Regions from separate parts of the Sus scrofa genome. Here region 1 is linked to region 2. Evidence: chromatin contacts called from public Hi-C data. All regions are on one chromosome and are shown on one strand. Each heading gives the region's core, a stretch centred on a gene start, on an enhancer-like site or on the middle of the called end of the contact. The rest is flanking DNA. Distances are from core to core; before and after follow the strand shown.

Region 1 (3,251 bases), core at 592-3,091, 74 kb before region 2:
AGAAATAGCAAAAAGACAAAAAAAAAAAAAAAAAAAAAATCAACTACACTAGCTGTATCCCTTTTACTATATGTAAGGTACTAGTACTGGACAGCTGTACACTGACTAGAAGTGAAACACCTCAGCCTTCAGGGTCAGCAACGAATTCTACAACTAGAGGTCTTTGGGGGTGGCTCGAATTTTCAGAATTGGATAACCATAGGAGTCCACACAATAACCAGCATAAAAGTCCACAAGGCAATAGCACCTGGTCCTTGTCAGAGCCACAAAACTGAGAAAGTCCAACCACATTGTTTAAAAGGGCAAAGGTGTGGTAGCCCAGATGGCCTCCATACATATATGACAAGAAACAGCCTGCCTTAAGTGTTCAGCAGTCAGCCCAACAGACCTGTACAACATTCCTTGATGACCCTAATGAATGAATGTAAAATTCTAAAGTAATGTGATCACACTTTAAAAGCATTCTTTTGTTTAATAAGAGTTTAAACTAGCCCATTCAACATCAAACCTGGAATTGTGACATGGTCCACGCACTTTCAGTTACGACAAAGAAATAAGACTCACTTGTAGGTCCAGGCACCACCAGCTACCGTTTTCATGCAGGAACCACAGTGCCAGATGCCCACAGCTCGTCTCTTCATCTTGGTCTGTAAAAGACAACCAATTTTCCCTCTGACCAAAGAACAGCCTTTTATATCACAAAAATCTAAGAATCTAAATTACACTAGAATTAAAGCTGGTGTATTTTACCATTTTTTTCCCCTAACTTCAAGTTTTCTGCTGCAAAATTTGCATAAACTGTGGTGATATTTTCAGGGATGTGGAAGATCTGCAACTCCCCCCCCCAAAAAAAACACAAGAATTGCCGGAATACAGTATTTTTTGCACACAATAAACATACAAACATTAAACAAAGATCTCTACCCGACACTGGTAGACAAAACAGACAGAACTGTGTTCCACAAAACTGGTTTGGCTTAAGCTGGGACTGTCAACTGTTTACCCTTTAGTTCCCACTTGTCGTCACAGGAAAAAAAGGTTTTTACAAAATCCAGAGTTATCAACAATACTCTCGTCTTGCAACTGGTTACCAATTATGTGCAATTCTGAGAACCAGCAAACCATCTATAAACTTCCTTCAAGAAGCCTCACTCCGGAAGGAAACCTTCCCTCCCTCCCTCTTCGCCGCGCCCCCCGCTTCCCGGCCCACAGCCCATCTTACTTTGCCACAGAAGGAGCAAGTGTACTTGGCGTGCTGACTGATTTCAATTTTCTTCACCATTTTCCTGAGGGAAGCACCATAACGGGTCCCGTATTTGCCCACGATTCCAACCTTCTTGGTGCGTTTGGCCTGTTAAAAAAAAAAAAAGTTAGGGAAAAACCCAGCAACAAGGACTCTGACCCTCCACACACCATCCTTCCACCCACCCAGCCCCCGCCTGCTCCCCGCTCGCCCATCACATCCTGGTAAAACCAAGGTCCGAGGGCACTGGGTTAACCCAGCCCGGACGCGCCAGCCTTCGCCAAGCCGCCCCAGTCTCCGTCTGAGGAGCGGCGAAGGCACGGAGGCCGGGGACACAGGACCGAACAGGCGAGCAGAGGCGGGTCGGCGCGAAGAAACCAAGAAAAAGGCAGATGCACGCAGATAGACACCTAGGCCTCACAGGGACCAACACTCACCATTTTGCCGCAAACCCGGTCCGAGCCCAGAGAGGAAGAAGGGTTGTGCGCAGGCGCAGTTTTAGGCGGACGAGCGGAAGCGGCGGCTGGGAGGCCCAGCTAGGAACTGAACTCTATGGTTCGGAGGTCTCCTCCCACCCGGTGCCTTCTGGGTAATGTGGCCGACCTTCTTTCTGACAGGTTTACCCTGATTCACAGATTGCAGCAACGGACTGGATAGCAGAGGCACTTTCTCCCATCGGCATTATTTTACACGTATCTCACCAAGTTCTGCAAAACCAAGTATGATTTCCTCCATTTTACAGACACTTCATATTTTAAGTGACTTGCTCACAGGCACTTGGCTTAGAAAAGTGCTTAACTTTTACGACTCCAAATTTCGTCGCTTTCTGTATAATGCATTCTGAAAGCGGCAAGCCCTGTGCAGGAAGCCAGGATAGCGGTGGCGAAAAACCAAAGCTCCACTCTTACATGTTATAGTCCGGCCAGGGGAAGCCATATGACCTCTTTAACAAGTTATAATTTCAAAGAAATCAGAGCTCTGAAGGAAGGAAGATGGTCCCATCTATCCTAGGAAGAGCCTGGGGCTCCCTGAGAAAGGCTGAGACGAGAAAGCTGGAGAGGAATAGTCACGGTCGAGGTTCGTCTGGCAGCTTCTCCCTCCGTCTCAGTTCTGTTTGCCTGCCGCTCTATTTCAGAATCCATCCCATGGCCCTGATGGGAGGGTGGAAGTACGCACAACCTAAGAGATGAGAATCATCTTCTACTTGGTGGACTTTCTGAGGACTTATGTGGGAAAGACAGCTTCTCAGATATTTCTGAGGGACTCCTCCCAAGAAATAAAGGAGGAGCCAGGATTTATAGGAATTTTGGCGACAAAAACTAAATGGTAGGAACATCAAAATATTACTGTTGAAGTTCCCACTGTGGCACAGTGGGATCGGGTGGTGTCTCTGAAGTGCCAGGACAGAGGTTCAATCCCCCACCCAGCACAGTGGGTTAAAGGAGCTGGTTTTGCCACAGCCCCAACATAGGTCACAACTGTGGCTTGGATCTGATACCTGGCCTGAGAACTCCATATGCTGCAGGGCAGCCAAAAGATGAAAAAAAAAAAAAAATTACTGGTCGTTAAAGAAAAAGACATGTCAGGTTAATGAATTTAGCGCTTTTCTATGTGTGGGAAAATGCAAGAGTCTGGGCTTATTAAAATTATTCTTTTGAGAAGTTCCTTTCATGGCTCAGTGGTTAATGAACCCAACTAGGATCCATGAGGACGAAGGTTTGATCCCTGGCCTTACTTACTGGGTTAAGGATCCAGCATTGCTGTGAGCTGTGGTCTCAGACACAGGTTGCAGACATGGCTTGGATCCCACGTTGCTGTGGCTGTGGCTGTGGCATAGGCCAACGGCTACAGCTTGGATTCAACCCCTAGCCTGGGAACCTCCATATGCCTCGGGTGCAGCCCAAAATGGAAAAACAAAAAAATTATTCCTTTGATATGCATCTTAACTATCTAAGGCCAGCATCCCATTTTTCTCCATCCTGAATCCCCCCTGGATGCACAGCTGAGG
Region 2 (3,434 bases), core at 816-3,315:
TCCAGACAAGGAAGCTGCTGTCTCTTGGGGATTCTTTGCTCCGGCCAAAGGCTCATGAGTTGTATTAGCAAATGGTGTTGATTTGGTCCCATGTGAAGCCTGAGGATGATCTTGACCTAATGCATAACCCAAGAGCTGTTGGCTGGGGACCTCTGGAGGACTGTGTGCCAAGGGAGGGGAGATCCCAGCGACAGTCATTTGACTTGGTAGGCGGTGGCTCAGGCAGGCTGTGGGCACCTCTTCTTCCTTCTTCCATGTCCCCTTTGCCTGTTCGGAGGTACTGAGTTGAAAACTGGGGGAATTTTGAGGTCTCTGGTCACCATTAGTTGAACTCAGGGGATTCTGTTGCTTGAAAATGATACCATGGCTCCCTGACTTAGAAGGATCCTGGGGGAGGTTTTGGAAAGGGCCCTGCTTGGACTGGGAAGATGTGGCAGCAATGGAGGAGCCAGAGCCTGTGTTCTGATGCTGTCCTGCTAATTTCTCAGCTCTACGGGCCAGAGCCTTTTGCCGATTCTCCTCAATTTTTTTCCTCTGCTCCTCTGTAAGAGGCAAGGACATTTTAACAGGGAAATGCTGGCACAGGAATGTCAATTTTCTATCAGAAACTTGGCAAAACCTGAGGAAGGAAAAACAGTAATGAAATAAACATTAAATGTATTTATTTGTTACCTCGATTTTAACAAGCTTTTGTCGCACGAAATGTACAAGGAGTACAACCAAAGGAAATATTAAAGTTTCTTTTATAATTAAACATACACACACACACACACACACACACACGGACAGTATATAGCATATGCCAAAACCCATGATCCTGACAAAAAGGCAAAAAGCAAGGTCATCAAATCCAAAGCTGAAAAGGTAGTTCAACAGCAATATTTTTCTCCCTCTCATCCACTAGTCAACATGAGTTATCGGATCCCAAGAAAGTTATGCAATGCAACCTAAATCCATCAAATAATGAGAAAGGTGACATTTCAAACTAGAAAGGATATTGGATTGGACAGACATAGACCAAAACAACCACATACCATGGCGTGATGCTTGCTAAAATAGCCTCTTGCCAACCTGGAAGAAGGAAAAAAGCATTAGCATCACAGAGACTGTACCCTAAAATTCAACCCTCAAATTCAATCCTTATACCATTCCTGGCAAATCAGCCTGCAACTAGTCAAGTGCAAGCTTTAGTGCCTGCTGTCTAAAACTCACTGCCATGGAGCAATTGAGTAACTCTTTTGGAAAAATAAGAAGGAAAAAAAATATATTCTCATTGTACAAATTCGAATGTTACAAAAAGATGTAAAGAATAGAGTAAAACTAATTTGCAATCTCACCATCTATCAATAATCACTGTTCATAGTTTATAGTATAATTCTGAATTTTTTCTATTCATAGCCATAGTTACACGCCATGTATTTGGGAGGTAGATGAATTTACTACAAAATATGATCATTACATATGTTCTGTTTTGTACCCTGATTTTTTTTTTCCAATTAATTTTCTTAGGTCATTTTTCCATGAGCTGAGCCACTTCTGCAATATTTCTAGACCCAGAGCGCTGGACACCAAATTTCTCTGGCTTGGTTCAGAAGAAACAGTCTCCATTCAATGTAACGCCACATAATGTTTACAACAGTGACATGGGGGAGGAGGAGCCCTGAGAGGAGCCTGGGGTAAAAAGGTTTCCTTTCTGCTAGGACCCTCTTTGACCAGAACCCCCAAATCCCGACACCTTCCACTTCCTCCAACCACCAGCAATTAACAAGCGGTTAGGGAAAGGCTTTGTCCCTGGCCCGGCTGAAGTTCTCAGGCTCCCGGGGTAAAACATTCCTGCCTAACTTTACAAGCAGGGCGCTTCGGCGCCCCCAAATGCTCCAGGTCCAAGGCCCGGTGCGCTGCCTCCACTAGCCAGGGGAGGCGAGGCCATGGGATGATGAAGTCCCTTGATCAGCCCTAAACCATAAAGCCATCCCACCGCATGGACGCCCCTCTTCTTTTTGCTGGGACCTGTGTTCCACCCGGTCTGGGGGGACGCCACTGCCACTCTTATCACCTTCACTTGGATTCACCCTTCCGGTCGGCCCACTCCCTGCTGCAGGGAAGCATTTGGTCTCGTCCGCCTCCGCCACCTACCTCCCAGTTTAACCGTCTCACCCGGTGAGGCCTATAATGCGAACCACATTCGCGGCCGACCCCGAAGCTAGGTGCGTCTCCAGAGCCCTCCCGAGCCTCTCTTCCGAGTGGACTGTTAGGCGCGGGTTCTCGAGCGCTGCGAGTTCGCTCGCCTTATTTCAGCAATCGGGCCTGGGAGGTGGTCGGGGTGATGGAGTCGCTCACCGAGGAACTACACTTCCCAGGGGGCAAGGCGGCCCCCACTTACGCTTCAAAGAGTGAGTCATGAGACGGGAAACCCGAGCTGTGCTGCAGGGATTCGTAGTTTAAACCTGGAGCCTGGCGAGACGCAACGTCGTGGGCGGGAGGGGGGGAAATGATGCACCCTGGGAAGTGTAGTCCTCGGCTCCCTCAAAAGTTTTAGCAAGTACCCGGATTCTGAAAGCCTGGGTTGTTGAGGTATCCAAACTGGAGTGTCTATGTCAGAGTTGTCTCCAAAGGGCTTCCCAGGCGGGCAGATGGATTTGGTAGCTCTTAAAAAATATATTTCTTGGGGCATCCATTCCTGATACTGATAACCTTGCAGTTTAAGCTCCACCCGCTGTTCCAATCCTGACCTGACCTTCCTGGACAAAAAGAGAATTAACATTGTCGTCATTGTCATATCGTCATCATCATTGCCATCATCAGCCATTGTGCTGAACATCTAATGTGAATCATCTCATTTAATCCTCACTGCAACCTGATGGAACACGCACTATTCAAATCCTCTTTTACAGAAAGGAAACCTGAGCAGTTAACTTTTTCAAAGCCTTGTTAGGCTATTTGTGTTTCTGATTCCGAAGCCCATACTCTTGAGAGAAAAGTATTAGGCTGACACTCTCAGAACCAGTCTACCCCGTTTCTGAGCACCAGCACCTCTCCATTCCATAATCAACTCACTATTAAATATTGGTGGTAAATATAATATTTCCCTGGGGAGGGGGAGGGAATGGGATGGACTGGAAGTTTGGGGTTAGTAGATGCAACTATCACATTTGGAGTGGATAAGCAATGAGATCCTGCTGTGTAGTACAGGGAACTCTATTCAGTCACCTGTGATGGCACATGATAGAGGATAATGTGAGAAAAAGAATATATATATCTATATATATCTACACACACACATATATATATCCTTTTTATAATATATGTATATATAACTGGGTCACTTTGCTGTACAGCAGGAATTGACAGAGTATTGTAAATCAATTATAATAAAAAATTTTAAATATATAATATTTCCTATCATCAGGGTACACGTGAGTGTTGCTATCTGT

The links. Hi-C and Micro-C count contacts between places; a contact is called where the count stands out from the background.
Region 1: a Hi-C map of skeletal muscle shows a contact between it and region 2, with 6 times the contacts expected there. The contact joins the promoter of RPL37A here to the promoter of SMARCAL1 in region 2. A contact is called at or near these places in 1 of 5 promoter capture datasets (liver), 6 of 47 Hi-C or Micro-C datasets (alveolar macrophages, embryonic fibroblasts, liver and 1 more) and 1 of 2 datasets of contacts at active chromatin or transcription factors (alveolar macrophages).

Annotation. Positions count from the first base shown.
Region 1 is chr15:118,700,788-118,704,038 of Sscrofa11.1, reverse strand. It overlaps RPL37A (60S ribosomal protein L37a), which reads right to left and starts at 1,841. Exons shown (of 4, transcript XM_021076246.1): 1 at 1,681-1,841; 2 at 1,223-1,351; 3 at 565-647. The coding sequence starts at 1,683.
Region 2 is chr15:118,626,365-118,629,798 of Sscrofa11.1, reverse strand. SMARCAL1 (SWI/SNF-related matrix-associated actin-dependent regulator of chromatin subfamily A-like protein 1) reads right to left here and starts at 2,065. Exons shown (of 21, transcript XM_021076244.1): 1 at 1,979-2,065; 2 at 1,035-1,071; 3 at 1-619. The coding sequence starts at 561.